Regions from separate parts of the Mus musculus genome. Here region 1 is linked to region 2. A link is a contact called in public HiChIP or PLAC-seq data. All regions are on one chromosome and are shown on one strand. Each heading gives the region's core, a stretch centred on a gene start, on an enhancer-like site or on the middle of the called end of the contact. The rest is flanking DNA. Distances are from core to core; before and after follow the strand shown. Region 1 has its middle 16 kb from the start of Tgm1. Region 2 holds the start of Nfatc4 (nuclear factor of activated T cells, cytoplasmic, calcineurin dependent 4).

Region 1 (3,028 bases), core at 135-2,634, 130 kb before region 2:
CAGATTTCGTTATGGATGGTTGTGAGCCACCATGTGGTTGCTGGGATTTGAACTCGGGACCTTCAGAAGAGCAGTCGGCGCTCTTAACCACTGAGCCATCTCGCCAGCCCCCATCACTTACTTTTAAAGTCATGTGAAAACTGCTAATTTAGAGTCAGCTTACTGTTAATTCTCAAATCCAAAACAAACAGCTAACTGGGGTACCTATTTAGCCTATCAAAGTAAACCCGGCCTCTAGGTTTTCCTAGTGTCCCTCAGTCCCTATCCTTTGCAGGGTATGGCTGGCATACTCCATTCCTTACCCTGACTTCTCCAGCCCAGGGGCTGGGCTGCCCTTCCCCCTGCAGCTGTTCTCTATAGAATTCAGCCATTTTGGCTACACTGGCCCTTTGTACCCTTTACTTTCCTGGCCTCGTGGTCTTTCAGTCTCCTGCCTTCCTCTGACCTCTCTTCTCAGGGTCATGTTTGCTCTGGACTCTTCCCGGATGTGTCTGCCTCTGGCTATGCTCTCCCTCAGATCTTCCTCATATCGTCTCCCCCACCATACCTAGGATCACTCATGCCCTCTTTTTTTTTTTTTTTAATTTCTTTTTTTATTCACTTCCGAATTGACACTATGAAACACCTGAGGCCATGAATACGTAACTGGAAGAGTAACTTTTATTCCCCTGATGTAATTGTCATCTTGGAAGCTGACTGCGTTGTCTGCTAACCTGGGTCTAGTCCTGGCAGCTTCTAGACTCTGTACTATCTAATCTAGGCCTAGAATGTTCGCAGCCTCTGAGACCTATTGCTGAATAATCTCCCCTTCCTAGCTCTTTCTGAACTCTGGCTGGCTGGTCAGCTCAGCTGCTCGGACTCCTCTCCATGCTGACTGACTCAGACTGGCTTCTTTCAGCTTCCGACTAAGTTGTGCTGCTTGGCTTCCCACTACCTTTGGCAATTTGTTCTAATCTTCTGGCTTCACATTCTCTGGCTCACTCCTTCTTCACATGCGTCTGGCTTATTCTCTCTCTGCAGCCTGTGTCTGTACGACTGTCCCAGTAAAACTGCCCTCTCTCCCCTGTGCTGCTTCCTCTTAACTCACTTCCCTTTCCTATCTGTTCTCACCAGACTTGGGTATACCCTGTTCTGTCAAATCTTTCTCTGATTCGTCACTTTTTCTGCCACTCAGACATCACTTCCAAACTTGGTGCTTCCTTGTGCAAACTAAGTTTACCTTCATTGTTTGGGATTATAAGTATGCACTAAGGGCATGTCTGTATTCCAGCCAGAGTAGCCATGTGGCTAGATTAAAAATCCCTCTACACACAACATTCCATGAAAAATGCATGGGGGCTGGAGAGATGGCTCAGTGGTTGAAAGCACTTGTTGCTTTAATAGAGAACCAGTGTTCAGTTCCCAGTAGCACATGGTAGTTCACAGCCTGCTTCAACTCCAGTTCCAGGGCACCGGACAGTCTCTCCTAATCTCCACAGGTACCAGAACACACATGATATGCACACATACATACATAAAATAAATTGAAAAGGAAAAAAATATATTTGAGCCAGATATGTGAGCTTTTAAATGGCACTTGGGGAACTGGGGCAGGAGGAGTGCAAGGTTGAAGCATGGACTGTGATAGGCAGATTGGAAAAAGAGAATCTGCTAACAAGTCTACCATACAAAGAATTGGATATATGCCGTGAGCTACAGAGAAAAGGAACAGACAGGGAAAAGGAGTTTATGTAGGTGTTTTTAAATGGAGTGGTAAGGAGGGTCCCATCAACCTGGACCACAAAGAGTAAACAGGGGTGAAGGAGCAAGACATTGAGATGTCTGGGGGAAGGACTTGTTCCAGTAGAGGAGGAAGTCACACAGAGTCCCTGAAACAGAAGCACAGACAAGAAAGCCAAAGGGCAAAGCCCAGACCAGGACTGAGACTGCAGGACAGGAAGGTGCGGGTCAGAGGAACAAGTCAGAAGAGCCGGGCTTTGAAGCACGCTAGGCTTTGAGCAGAGGGTGGATGTGACCATTCACTGTATTCTGATGGTGGCTGAGTGATGAACAAAGAGAGGGCAAGTGGGGAGAATAACCAGGAAGCTCAACACAGTGATCTGGGGAAAGGATGGAAGAATAGTTGGCCGCTGCTGGCTGCAGATGCAGTGGGCACAGTCAGCTTCAGGGCATGGTTGCGTAAAGAAAGAGCCACCAGATTAGCCCAGACTGATGGTAGCATGCAGAAGAATGTAACTTCAAGATTTCCAGTGCAAGGATTTGGGGACAGCAGAGCCGTTACTTACAGAGATGGGGGTGGCTGCAGGAGAATATGATGGAGAGACAGGAATTTAATTTTTAGTCATATTGTATCTGGAGTGTCCATCAGATATCTAGTAGAGGTACAGGAAGGTGGTAAATAAGCAAGCTTGAGAGCTGGTGGTCCTTAAAACCACAAGGATGGCTAATATTGTGTAGAAGGTCTAGCTGGATAAGGAAGTACTTCAGGGAACCCCCGAGTTACTTACCCAGCGCCCATTGACTGAACAGAGATGGCTGAAGCCACAGAGGTTCAGGAGAATCTGAAAGTGGCCCAGAAGCAAAACTATCGTCTTATCTTCTCTCTCTCTTTCGTTTGCTTGTTTGTTTGTTGAGACAGAGATTCACTATGTGTCTCTAGCTGCTCTGAAACTTGCTACCTCAAACCCAGAAATCTACCTACCTCCGCCCTGTGAGTGCTAGGATTAAAAGTGTGCGGCATCATGTCCAACTGCTTGCTGGCTTTGAGGTAGGGTCTTGCTGTGTAGCGCAGGCTGGCCTCAAATTCATGATTCTCCTGCCTTAGCCTTCTGAATGCTGCCATGCTGTGTATGTGGAGGTCAGAGGACAACTTGTGAGACTCAGAACCGGCTCCCTCCTACCATTGAGTCCTGGAGATTGAACTTAGGTTGTCAGTCTTGGTAGCAGCATCTTTCCCTATAAAGCCACCTTGTTGTCCCCTGTTATATCTGCATACTTCCAACACTGAACATAATTACTTCTATTAAAG
Region 2 (2,719 bases), core at 171-2,670:
CTCGGCCTCGGAACATTCTTCTCTCCCGCCCGCCAAGCTTCTCCTCCCTGCCCCTCCCGCCTCGCGGCCCTGGGCTTGCAGCCGGGGCAGCGCCGCACGTCACTGGGGTCCCCGGGGGCTGGGGGGGTCCCCAGGACTGGCTCGAGGGAGGACTGAGGGGAGGGAGGGGCGCCGCCTCCGCCGCCAAGGAGCTGAGGCCCGCCAGGCCAGCCCCCCTTCCCTCTGCCCCGCAGAGCCTGTTTCTCATTAGAGTAATGGGCGCGGTCCCCGCCCGGCTCCCGAGTGTTTGTAAACGTCTGACCAGAGGGCCGGCGCTTAACCCTTTAGGTGCTGGACTGGGGTTTGCTGTTGGGGGACGCGGGTCGGAGCCTGAGAGATTTAGAGACTGGAGATTTGCCAGGTTTATTAGGGAAGTTTGGAGCATGTGGTAAGCATGCAAGGAGAATGGTGACTGCTCCCCTGTCTTGCAGCGCCTCCAGTCCGAATCAAGAATCTCCCGTTCTATTCTTTCTCTTCCAAATGGGACCTCTTTATGCTCGCCCTTCCTAGAAACTCCTGACCGGGTCTTCCTTCCCTGCCCAGGTGACAGGTGTCCAGCCGGTGGGCCTAAGTTTTTAGCTTCTGGCCTTTTCTAAACCCGGCCAGGAATTTAGGATGGCCGGGAGCAGAACGTCTTGGGATCAGCGAGCCCAGAGATCTGCAGCTTTTGGGACGAAGGAGCCGACTATCTCCTCCAAGGCTAATTAATGGCCTATCTAGGTGGCTGGGACAAGGGTATCAGCAAAGCCTGGCCTGGATCTACGCCCAGCGGGCTATGGGCCTTCAAAGGCTTCCTGGGGTTCGAAAGTTCTGAGAGGCTTCTGGGACAGCTAGAAGTTCTTCATCTTAAGGGAATGGTGGGGGGTGGCTTGTGGAGGTGGTGGCTAAGAACTGCAAAGGCTCCTTGGAGGTCCAGGTAGAGTGGTCTCAGCGAGGGTGGAGGAATGGCCTCCTCTACAGAGCAGCTCAGAGCCTCTCTCAATCCCAGATCTCTCTTCAACTCAAGATTTGGATGGAAAGGACAGTGAGGTGCCCTTTCTTGGGAGATTTTGGCTATCCTGCTCTTCAGAATGTACCGTGGGCCTGCTACAATGGGGGACGGGTGACAAAAATATGGCCTCTTTAAGGCGAGGGGACCCGGACCTCCCCACCCCCTACGCTGGGACTAAATAGGCTGAGGTTTGGGCTTTCGGTGGGAAATGATTGTCACAACTGTGGGCCAATAGGTACCATTAGGGTTCTATAACGTTTGAAGGGACCATTTTCCAATTCAGTTTTTTCTCCCTCTTTGGAGGGGGTGGGACTGGAGAGATGACCGGGGGCGGGGGGGGGGGGAACTAGGGGCGCGTGGTTTTCCCATCTCATCCATGGAGGAGGGGCCGGTGCATCCCGGGTAACCAATCAGAGACAGGCTGGGGGGGGGCCGCTTTGAAGAAGTTTGGGAGAAAAAAGTTTGGAAAAGTTTCTATAATAACGAGGGGGCGTCCGGAGGGAGGCGGCAGCGACAGAAGAGGGGGCGTCTCAGAGAAAGGGAGGGAGGGAGCTACCCTCGCGTGAAGCTACAGCAGCGTCCAGAGCTTCCCCCTCCCACCCAGGCGGGACCTGGGGGCTCCGGCCGGATCCATGGGGGCCGCAAGCTGCGAGGATGAGGAGCTGGAATTTAAGCTGGTGTTCGGAGAGGAAAAGGAGCCCCCCCCGCTGGGCCCTGGGGGTCCTGGGGAAGGTTAGTGCGGGGCTGGGTAGGGGTCTTTTGGCCAGTGACCGAAGGGCCAGGAAATCTCCAGTTTGGGAGCCTGGGGTGTGTGAGAGGGTGAGGTGGGTCAGAGGATGAAGGGAGCTGAGGGACTACCAAGGCTGTGGAAGTGAGGCTGGGGGCCACGGCATCATTTTTTTTTCCTTTTTAGGTCCTAACTGGGGTGGGAGTGGGGGTGTTGTTGGCTATGCGCCGCCTGCCGGCTAGGCCGACTGTCTCTGGGATGGGGTGCGGAAGGGAACCTTGGCCCCCAAGAGCCGGAGGTGCCGGCTTGGGAAGGGGAGGTTTGGCCCTGGAGTTAAAGGCTTTAGGACCTAGGCCTGGTTCTGCAGACGCGACGCCTGGGGCTGGGGGCTCCCTCGGGCAGCGCAGGGACACCCCTCCCCCTCCCCCTGTCTGGCCGCAATGAGAGGCAGATGGCGGGGAACGAGTCGGGGGCGGCGGCCGCCGCTTGCACGGAATCCGCGCTGCCCGCTACCCCCTCTCCCCCCCCCCCCCGTTGGCTGGGCCCCGCACGCATCACCCTTCGACTGCACCCCCGCCCCCTTTGGGGGGGGCGAGGGAGGAGTCACCTCCCCTCGTCACCACAGACATGCCCCCATCCCTCCCACCCCCAGGCCACAGTTGCGATGGTAACTGGGGTTTCTGCCAGCACCATTTGGGGGTTTGGGAACCGTCGCTAATTGGGTTCATGTGTGAGTCGCCCCCAGCCCAGCCCAGAGCCTGGGCAAGCACACCTCCAGGCCTGGCTCTAGAATTCCCCAAACCACCCCAGCCCACCTGCCCAGGACCAGAGTGTTAGAGTATGAGGTCCTGGCATGCCTGTATCTCTTTTCTGTCTTGTGATGTTCAACTTTGCTTTTGTCCGGAGACTAGGGGAACCTCTCCTAGCTAAGCATATCAGGCTTCAGGGGCTGACCATCCGAG

Evidence for each region. HiChIP or PLAC-seq counts read pairs in DNA pulled down with a chosen protein or histone mark.
Region 1: an H3K27ac HiChIP or PLAC-seq map of microglia shows a contact between it and region 2, with 4 times the contacts expected there. The contact joins the enhancer-like site here to the promoter of Nfatc4 in region 2. A contact is called at or near these places in 1 of 15 datasets of contacts at CTCF or cohesin (embryonic stem cells), 4 of 484 Hi-C or Micro-C datasets (embryonic stem cells, palatal mesenchyme and rod photoreceptor), 5 of 115 datasets of contacts at active chromatin or transcription factors (embryonic stem cells, extraembryonic endoderm stem cells and microglia) and 3 of 9 other capture datasets (adipose tissue, liver and pancreatic islet).

What each region holds. Positions count from the first base shown.
Region 1 is chr14:55,696,362-55,699,389 of GRCm38.p6, forward strand. No RefSeq gene overlaps it. Among named protein-coding and RNA genes, the nearest start is that of Tgm1, 16 kb to the right of the region's middle. Within about 2 kb of position 1,385, at least 34 of the 459 cell types and tissues checked have an H3K27ac peak or open chromatin away from gene starts, as enhancers often do. A contact at or near this core is called in adipose tissue and microglia, where this site is marked.
Region 2 is chr14:55,823,375-55,826,093 of GRCm38.p6, forward strand. Nfatc4 (nuclear factor of activated T cells, cytoplasmic, calcineurin dependent 4) reads left to right here and starts at 1,421. Exons shown (of 10, transcript NM_023699.3): 1 at 1,421-1,762. The coding sequence starts at 1,663. Gm41159 (a long non-coding RNA gene) reads right to left here and starts at 215. Exons shown (of 3, transcript XR_874646.3): 1 at 1-215.